Regions from separate parts of the Mus musculus genome. Here regions 2 and 3 are each linked to region 1. The links are chromatin contacts, called in public Micro-C maps. All regions are on one chromosome and are shown on one strand. Each heading gives the region's core, a stretch centred on a gene start, on an enhancer-like site or on the middle of the called end of the contact. The rest is flanking DNA. Distances are from core to core; before and after follow the strand shown.

Region 1 (3,418 bases), core at 375-2,874:
AGGTTTATGATCGGACTCCACCTGTGGCCTAGTCCCGAGTCCCACCCCCACAACGGTGCCCATCTCTCCCTCTGTGTCTTCTGAAGCCCAGCTGCCAAACAAGGCAGTACTTCAGGCCTCCCAGACACCCTCTCCCCTAGTCTGGCCTCGGGGCCTAGCTCTGCTGGAGTCTGGGGGAAGGAAGTGGGGTCCCTTCTTGGACCAACAGGTCTTAGCGAGTCTCTCACAAACTGCACCCCTGCCTGGCCAGGACTGTCCACGGGAAGGGAGGGAGGGAGGGAGGGAGGGAGGGAGGGAGGGAGGGAGGTGTTCCATGCACCTGCTATGCCTATCTAGTCTGTTGGAGATCCGCGATTGGGAGTGAATCCCTAGCAGAAGGGGGTCCTTGCCCCAATCTTGGGGACGTTCCTGTCAGACCCAGGTTTGTCCCCCACCAGGAAGATGAGTGAGATGCAGGGGGAGGGAGGGGGAGAGGAAGGGGGATGAACTAGGCAGAGGATGGGCGGGCCGACCTAGGAGACAGGCGGGACACCAGGGGTGCTTCCTAGGCACCCCACAGTAACTTCGCAGCTCAGATAGGACCGACAAGAGATGAAAAAGACCGCAAGGGGCAGGAAAGGGACTTGCTGGCTGGGGCCACTTTGGAGCCCAGGACCTTGATCTTGGTGTTTTCTGACTCCATGCTCACCTCTCTATACCTGATATCGTTCCAATCTTGGTCAACTCAAGAAAGATCCAGACCCGCACCCCCCCACACACACACATACCCCAACCCTATCTAATTCCGTCTTCCCATCCCCATGGCCCTCATCGAGAATAGACTCGCGAACCTCCTTTGCCACCCGAACTCGCACCCCCTGAGGGGACCGACCTCGCCCAGCTCCACCATGAGTCCCCTTGGGGAGGTCTTGACCTCCCTGCGCCAACCAGTAGAGAACTTTACCGAAAGGGTCTCAGGGTGACCAGGCATCTTCTGACCATTATCTTCCCATCTGGGTTGACTGTGATCATTGTTCAAACTTGTCTGGGCGAGAAGCCGGGGGCGAGGCCGGACGCACCGTCCTGGGCCCGGCTCTGACCGCCTCGGGAACCACGAAGCCGCTGCGGGCCGAAGCCGGGGGGTCGCAGCACCGAGGGAGCGCGGGGCACGGTGGCTCTGCAGCCCCGCGCGGGGCACGGCGCGGCCTGGGCGCGCAGGGCAGGGGTTCGGCGAGAGCTTGGGGCCGGGCGCTCTCTGCGTCTCCGCCCTCCCCGATTCACATTTTGGGGAAGGCGAGGCGGCGCGCCCCCAGATCGCCGGCCGCGCGTCTGCCTGCTAGGCTCGCTGGCTGGGCGGGACGGCGCCGCGGCGCGCAAACGGGCTTCCCGCGGCGGGCGCCCTCATTCCCGGGGCCCGCGCCCTCAGAGCCGGCTAGAGGCGGCCCCAGGCCCGCACCCCGGCCCCCCGCACCTTCCGGCCGCGCCGCTCTGCAGCCGCGCGCAGCGCCGCGCCCATGGCTTTGGGAAGGAACGGCTGCGCGCTCGCCTGCCTTCGTCCTCGCCCGCCCGCTCGCCCGCTCGGTCGCTCGGCCACCCGCGCTCCGGGCTCCGGGCTCCCGCGCGGCGCTACAACCCGAGGCGCCGCATTGTTCCCTCTGAGGAGGCGGCCCGGGAGCGGCCTCGCGTTTCCTCGGCGCCTGAGCGCCATCTGGTGGCCGCAGTCTCGCTGCGCTCCCTCCCCGGGCTGTGCGAGGAGGAGGGGGACGCGAGCGCGGGAGCCATGGCTCTGCGCCCCTCCCTGGACCATGCAACTTCCTAGGGCATCCAGCAGACCGGAGAGCCGAGGCTGCTCCGGTAACTGCATCGCGCAGGGGAGATGGGGCGCGGAGAGGGGACCCTTGTCTCTCCTGCAGAGCACGAGCCACCACTACCACCCCCAAGAGCTTCCGTACCTATGGCTTCTCACCCGCTGATTCTCTCGGCAACACCCACCCACCCTGAGAAACTCCCCGAGTCCTCCCACTTCTCACTTGCCTATAATAAACTGGGGCTGTGGCATTCATGCCAGGAGCCGTCAGCTGTATGCCTGAGGTCTAGCCTTGGACCCTCTCAATCACTGAGTTAACGGGCTTTCTAGTATACAACTAATGACCAAAAAGCTCACCAAGGCTCTTTAAAGTCAATTCCCAAACCCACAGGCTTAAATTTTAGCATTGTTGAGCCCTGCGCACACCATCCCTGCGTGTGTGTGTGTGTGTGTGTGTGTGTGTGTGTGTACTGTCCTGTCACTTCCTCACTTAGAGTTGATGTGAGTTTGGTCTTGACAGCCAGGAATGAAATTATCACCCAGGCTTGTGGCAGCTGGAGGCACCCAGACAAGATGCATGATTTAGAGGCCCAGCAGAGACCCCATCGCCCTCAGACATTTCCTTAGCCAGCTGGCTGGAGTGCCCGAATTTCCCTCCTCCATCCGTCACTCTTTCACTGAGGCACGGTCAGACTGCCCTTGCTCAATGCAAATGTGCTACCTAGCGAGCGAGCGAACACATCAATTCGCCAACACCAATTTATCGCCTGTTTTCTCGTTGGCGGGAGTAAGGCAACTAGGTAACAGGTGAACGCTGGTGGAGAAGCAGACAAAGCAGTCACCGCTGGTAAGGAAAGGCTCAAGGGAGGCAGAGAAAGCTGCAAAGGGCCTGGGGATGCCAGGGTGCTTGGATGGAACCAGGTTAAGATGGAAGAAAACACGGGTGTCCTAATTAGGTTTCTGTTGCCGAGATAAATATCCTGACCAAAAGCAACTTGGGAAGAGAGGCTATGCTTGGCTAACACTTTCCCCTGGCAGTCAATCATGAAGGGAAGTCAGGGCAGAAACACAAGGCAGGAACCTGAAGGCGGGAGCTGACAGAGAGACTGTGGGGGTGTGTGTGGGTGGGTGTGTGCAAAGGCCGTGGGGGAGTGCTGCTTACAGACTTGCTCTCCAAGGCTCCCGTCTGCTTTCTACACCACCCAGAACCACCTGCCCAGGGCGGCACCAGCACAGTGAGTTGGGACCTCCTACATTATTAATCAAGAACATGCCCACAGGCTTGCCTGTAGACCGCTATGATAGAAGACAGTTTCTAAACTGGTAAGTCCTGCTTGTGTCAACAACAATAACAACGAAAAACTAGCCAGAGCAAAGGGCTTTCTCCTGAGCTGGGGAGGAGACTCACCATCACAGACTGTCTTATACTCGGTACCCAAGGCTTTGGGGCACTTCCTGACCAGAGTCGTGCCTGTCTGGTTTTGGGTAGTGCTGATCCAGCCTGAACGTCTTAAGACCACGAAGGCTCTGCTGGCTCTTCAAAGTCAAGAACTTTGAATGTGGTCCAGAGAGATGAGAGATGCTGAGCATGCTGAGAGATGGCTCAGCATGGGGAGACTGGTGACCTCAGGA
Region 2 (3,165 bases), core at 510-3,009, 200 kb before region 1:
TGGGCAGAGTCTCTGGCTTAGGTCAGGAGATCTAGTCTTCAGCAGCCATGAAGTCCCAGGATTCAGTGGTGTTCTCTTGAACAATGTCTACAAGAAGCCAACTAAAAATGTAACATGTTATGGCAACCGTTCTGGGGATGACACAAAAAGCTGGAGCAAGCGACCCTTACTGTCTTCTTAAATAATGGGATACTCCTTAAGTGCTGGCTTCAAAGGGAACTTTGTTGTTTCCTGTTTTCTAATTGCTCGCTCCGATTTCAGAGACTGTCTACAAACAGCAGGGAGGCTGCCCAGCTCCAGCTAAGGGGTTCCAAAACCCTCCAGCCTCCTGAAGCCGAGAACCCGAGAACCGCAAGGCAATCAATTACATGCTCAAGTCTGAGGTCAAGGAACCTTGCTTTGCATACAGAATCACTCGGGTGCTGGCAAGGGCGGCTTTCTGGGCAAACACCCTTGTGTGTTCAGAGTCATCTAGAACCTTTTGCTCACCTACTTAAAGGAGGAGAAAAACAAACAGAAATATAAAAAGGAAAGAAAGTCCAGTGAGCCCAGTAGTCCCACTGGGGCTCAATCAATAAGGATGTTATTTTACCTAGATACAGTCAAAAGACATTCAAAAGTTCAAAACCCAGTATCTCGGTATCCCAAATTACAGGTGTTTAAAAAAGCAAACAAAAAACCCCTACGCTGATAGACTTCAGAGGATTGCTATCTAGAGCTGCACTTCTACAATGTTTACATTGCTTTAAACAGGTCTGGAACTTTCTCTGGTATGTTTGCTTGGCATAGCACTCGGAAGGAGCAGGTTACGTTGGAAAACCACCTTCCAACAGTTGGAAAACTACAATGGCTAATAACTCTGGGTGACCTCAAGCATGCCGTTCGCCTTTCCTGATTCCATCTGTGTGAGACGATCTTACACTCCCAGCTCTCAAACCAGACTCCTCGGTTCTCCAAACTCAAGCCTTCATTAATCTCGATTCAGGCGCTGACGCGTCCTGGAGCGCAGAGACCGCGTTCCATTCACTCTCGTAAACCTTACAACGCCGGTGCGCGGAGGGGAGACTAAGAATCGTTTATATTTTTTTAATTGAGAAAATTAGTTTTCGGGTATCTCTCAAATAAAAGGAGGATGATTACCGGGTGCTGACGGGTAGGAGAGAAGATGCAAGCACTGCGTGATGCCTTTATTAAGAAACTCTTAACCAAGTGACTACACTGAAGGACCAGCTTGCTCGCCAGCTCCCTGAACTTGGGCCAGATCTTGGCTTGGGGAGGTCTGGTCCAGATCCACGCCCTGCGCGGGCATCCGGAGTGACCACCGCCAAATGGCACAGGAGGCCGGGGCTGCCTCTGTTGCATGATAATTGGTATTTGAAAATCAGCCCAGGGTCGGCCCCGGGGGAGCGCCTCCCTGCAGGCCGGGGCTGGACGGAGGGGGCGGCGGCGGCGGAGGGACCCGGCTGGCTCCGCAGTCTCCGAGATGGCGAGCGCCCCGGGCCGTCGCAGCAGAGGGACCCTGCCAGGGACTGACACCCGGGCGCGCTCCTACCCTCCACGACGACGCGAGCTTACCTCTTGTCAGAAGGACCGGGTCGGGGACGCGGCGCGGTGGCGGGATGCGTTCATGCCGGCGGCTCCCCGAAGAGAGAGCCGTGCCACAGGCTCGGCTGCCGCCGCTCGACCGCCGGTTCCGGGGACAGGGGCCGGGGCGGGAGGGCCGAGGGGCGCGGCGAGGGCTCGAGTGGTTGTTACGGGTGACGGGGAGGGAGGGGCCAGCCCGGAAGAGGCGCGCGTGCGCACACCAGGCCGAGGGGGCGGGGGAAGGAGCAGGAGGCGGTTGCTAGGGAGGGGGAGGGGCGGCCGCCGGGCTGGCTAAGGGCCGTACTGCGCCGGCGCGAGTTACAGATCTGCGCGTGCGTAGGAGGGGCTCAGGACTTGGTCTGCCAGGACTCGGAGCGAGCCCCAGAGGCTCCTTCTCTTGGCGTCAGTGGGAAGGGGGAAGGGCCGTGGCGGCGGGCGAGGCTTCGCAGTTAGCAGCCACAGACCCCAGAAAAGATTCAAATGCGCACTCCAGCCGGAGCGGGAACTGGGACCTCTACGGAATGTCAGCTAAGCCGGCCCTCCAGCTTGAATGCTGCGCGCTTGCGCCGTCTGTGCTTCCTCGTGGGCTTCCTCTTTTTTTTCCTGCACTGCTATAGTGTCTGATTGCATTCTGGCCTAGTAATGGTGATGGAGCGAACAGGGTGGGGAGGAGATGGGTGTAACCCAAGCACCCTTGTCAACACGTCCAGATGGTTGGGGAATGTCTGGCTGTGGGATGGCTCTAAGGGGAGGGACCTCAAGTGGGGTGCTAGGTGTGCCTTGCGTTTCAGCGTCTCCAACTTTAAAATTTAAGAGCCACACACGGAGACATTTAGGGGTCCTGAAGACGGGCGGGTGACAATAAGCGGACACCTGGCGCATCCACCCACACAGAAAAGCTAGTTTTAGAAGCAACACACAATTTCTCCATCAGTGTCACTGTTGTTCCGTTCACATTAGTCACCCCGGATGGCTGTACTTGCACACAAGAGTTTGGGAATTTCCTTCAGGACCTGTTTACCCACCACACAAACATATCATTCATTGCTCGATCACACTTTATTTCCAACTCAAACCGTCATTTTCCAGCACTGCTACCCGCGCTACTCAGGCTGCTGATGACTTATGTCCACGTGTAGGGATCACATTCACCTTTAAAAGATGCTGTGGGAGCTGGGCAGTGGTGCCTTTAATCCCAGCACTTGGGAGGCTGAGGCAGGCAGATTTCTGAGTTCGAGGCCAGGCTGGTCTACAGAGTGAGTTCCAGGACAGCCAGGGGCTACGCGGAGAAACCCTGTATCAGAAAGAAAGGGAGAGAGAGAGAGAGAGAGAGAGAGAGAGAGAGAGAGAGAGAGAGAAAGGAAGAAAGAAAGAAAGAAAGAAAGAAAGAAAGAAAGAAAGACAAACATGAGCTCCTGGTAGGAGTGAATGGCAGCACCCATTGAGATGATCTTATCCAGAACACACCATTCTGACAAACCTATAGATGAACCACAAATGTACAGGAAATAGAGACTGGAAGATGGGGCCAATTCACAGCCTGGAAAGCACAGACCTCGGGGGTACAAAACAGATATAGTC
Region 3 (3,195 bases), core at 323-2,822, 220 kb after region 1:
CCGCAAGTGGATTTGTGCTGCTGCTGAGACAGCAGCACAAATTATGACCTGGAGAGCATAAGCTCCTGAGAAACCTGAGGTGTCAGGACAGACTGGATGGGAGGAGTGAGGATGCTTTGGTCCAGGAAGTGTTGCTATGGGACACTGTAAAAAAAAAAAAAACATAGACCTACATCATTAACATGGATGGGGGGCAACTCCCACGGAGGAGGAGAGAGCGAGCATCCCCAGGAAGGGAAGAAACTGTACAGGGTTAAGTAACAGCAATTTTGACAAAGGAAGAGCGCAAAGATTGAAAGGAAAAACTGGAAATCAGGGGCCATCAAAATGGCTCAGCAGATAAAGCCCAAGGTCCCGAGTTCAATTCCTGGGACAAACTTGGTAGAAGGAGAGAACGAGATCTTCTACAAATTACGTGTGCCTGCACATCAACAAGTGTATGGACATGGAGAATAAAACAAAACGTGAAAGCACAAATTCTTAGCTGTGGCCATTAGCACCACGACACTTTCAGCTCGGGAACAAAGGGCAGGATTGATTTGATTGGCTACACTCCAGGGACTCCGTCCTGGCCCACACAAGACTGGGTCGCAGACTGAAGAAGCTGCTCTTATCCACAGACCCAGGGTCTGACACTGGGCAGATACCAATTCGTGAACCCCAATTTTCTCAGCTATCAGACCAGATTAAAGCTTGGGGAGCCGAGGTCCACTCTCCCAGACTATACTGAAGAACACACCACCGATGGCTCACAGACAGAAAGGGCTCTGCTTCCAAAGAGCAGGCCAGTTTCCCCAGCCCCGGGCGATGTTGATGCTCCACCTCTCCCAGTCTCTCCGCCTCTCAGGCCAAGTCTGAGCAGCGCATGGAGAGGCCTGGCTTTTCTGCGTGTTGCCAAACAGAGAGGTAACAACCATCACCGCGGGCTCCCTGCGTGACGTCCTCCATCTCAATGGGTAGTCACCAAATAAACAGATGACAACCTAAGCCCCTTAGTGCACCCCACGGCCGGCGGCTCCCTACCTGAACCCTCCACCTTTAACCCCAAATCCAAGCTAAGGGGTTTCCTTCCATTATTTGAATATACTCTTCTGCAAGTACATAAGGTACAAGAGCCTTAACCCATCAAGTCCTCGGTCCTTGTGAGGGAGCCGGCCAGATTGTTTCACAGCTGCCAGCCACCGGCTTCTGGTCCAGAAACCTGGGGTGGACATCCCTAAGCGCACAGTGCTCAATCAGGGCAGCAGACAGCCTTGTCTCCTCGTGCCCTTCCCACCCTTCACTGCACATGCTTGCCCTGGACGGTGAGAACCGTACATCCCTGCCCGACTCTGGAATAGGTACATCCGGGGTGTGGCTCTCGTTGGAGAGCAGCCTCAGGGGTAGCCGCCATCGAAGTCCCCCGGGGACAGCCCTGGAACAGCGCTCGCGGCTCCAGCCATCCGCAGCTGCACGACGGCCTTAGAGACGCTCAGTCTCTGGAGTTGCTGCGACCTAAGGCCTGGCGAGGACACAGGGGGGAGCTGCAGGACCCGGAGGCGCGCGGCAGCCCGCCCTGGGCAGGGCGGGGCAGAGCAGGGCCGCCGCCTCCGCGGGTCCCACTGGGACGGTCCTCTCCGGCCGGGGGCTCGGTGAGCAGGGCGGCAGACGGGGCGCACCCCGGCCAGGCTCACATGGACCTCCCGCGCCGCTGGCTCTTTCGGATGTTGTTGCTCGTTGCCACCAGCTCTGGGATCCTCCTCATGCTGTACTCCTCGGCGGGGCAGCAGTCCCCTGAGACCCAGGTTCCCGCCAGGTAAGCGCTGCGGGGCGCTGCGCCCAGGGCGCGGGGAGGGCGTGCGCTCCCAGCTCTCCGGACGCCCGCGGACACCCTGGAGCGACTCGAAGCGGCGACGCGCCTTTTGCCGCCTTAATCTCAGGCTGCCTCCCGGACCCTGGGGCCTTTGCTCGGTCCGGAGCACGCTGGCGACCCTGGCGTTTTTGGTGAATTCCGTCCAGGCCTAATTGGGAAGCTCCCTGTTGCCACTTTCTTCCTGGATCCACTTTTAGGGTGGGGACTCAAGTCCCCTGTTTTTCAACTTTGTCCTTCTCTTCAGGTGGCCAGTCTCCTACTGCTTGGCTCACTCCTCACTCTGGACTCTGAGCTCAGGCCTACCTGCACCTGGCTCCCTTTTACCTGGATCTATTATTTGTTTGAGTAGTTAGCTTGATAAGCTCCATCTGGGCATGGCCCTGGGGAAATGCAAACTCCGTCTGGAAACACACAGAACTTGTTTTGAGCCTCCACCTGGCTCACTGAAGGAGCCTCGAGAGGGTTTAGCTTTATTTCGGGGAGGTGACCTAAGCCATACCTAGAATCTGGGCTTGGGCGAGGGGGTCCGGAAAAACGCACAGCGCAGCACGCAGCTTCTGCACACTCCTGAGCAAGCCTTGATGGGATGAGAACAAGTGGGTATCTAGTGTCTGGCTGAAGGACACACATCAGTCGCAAAATAACAAACCACTGAGTCTGGTCCCCTTAGCTGGCAGCGCTGAGGCTGGCAACATCCTAGAAAGGGCCTAACATGACTTCACACGGGAGGTCGGTTACAGTTGGATCACACCTCATCAGAGCTTTTCCTTTTTAAACAATATCGCTATTATTTCTTTTATTTTTGAGGTCATAAGTACTTGGTAGCCCCTTTTCTTTTCCTCCCTCTGAAGTCTCCTATATACTCCTCCTTGATGTTTCAAATTGCTGGCCCCCTTTTAAATTTTTAATTGTTGTTACATGCATATGTATATATGTACATATATGTATATACACACATATATAATGCATATATGTATATGTGAATACATAATATATACACATATACATACACACACATATATGTATGTATGTGTGTATATATATGTGTGTGTATATATATATATATATATATATACATATATATTCCTAAATATAGCCTGCTCAGTCTGTATAATGTAGTTTGTACATATGCTTTCAGGGCTGACCACTTGGTATTGGATAGCCAGCTGGCGTGCCCTCTCCTGTGGAAGACTGCCTCTGCCGCTCTCAGTGTTCTGAAGTTGACTGTAGTTCTTTGTGAAAGGGGTAAAAGCCCCAAGGTGTCTCCCTAGTGCATCTGGCAAAACCTTTTTCCTTCTCAGGAGAACTTTCTTCCTTTCAAAATCTGATTTGAGGGCTGGGGA

Evidence for each region. Hi-C and Micro-C count contacts between places; a contact is called where the count stands out from the background.
Region 2: a Micro-C map of embryonic stem cells shows a contact between it and region 1, with 5 times the contacts expected there. The contact joins the promoter of Sec14l1 here to the promoter of Mgat5b in region 1. A contact is called at or near these places in 2 of 39 promoter capture datasets (embryonic stem cells and hippocampal neurons), 1 of 484 Hi-C or Micro-C datasets (embryonic stem cells) and 1 of 115 datasets of contacts at active chromatin or transcription factors (embryonic stem cells).
Region 3: a contact with region 1 is called in a Micro-C map of embryonic stem cells, with 1.9 times the contacts expected there. The contact joins the promoter of St6galnac2 here to the promoter of Mgat5b in region 1. A contact is called at or near these places in 1 of 484 Hi-C or Micro-C datasets (embryonic stem cells) and 1 of 115 datasets of contacts at active chromatin or transcription factors (pancreatic cancer cells).

What each region holds. Positions count from the first base shown.
Region 1 is chr11:116,917,069-116,920,486 of GRCm38.p6, reverse strand. It overlaps Mgat5b (mannoside acetylglucosaminyltransferase 5, isoenzyme B), which reads right to left and starts at 1,624. Exons shown (of 18, transcript NM_172948.3): 1 at 944-1,624. The coding sequence starts at 1,011.
Region 2 is chr11:117,113,762-117,116,926 of GRCm38.p6, reverse strand. It overlaps Sec14l1 (SEC14-like lipid binding 1), which reads right to left and starts at 1,759. Exons shown (of 16, transcript NM_001166506.2): 1 at 1,576-1,759.
Region 3 is chr11:116,693,037-116,696,231 of GRCm38.p6, reverse strand. It overlaps St6galnac2 (ST6 (alpha-N-acetyl-neuraminyl-2,3-beta-galactosyl-1,3)-N-acetylgalactosaminide alpha-2,6-sialyltransferase 2), which reads left to right and starts at 1,572. Exons shown (of 9, transcript NM_009180.3): 1 at 1,572-1,795. The coding sequence starts at 1,674.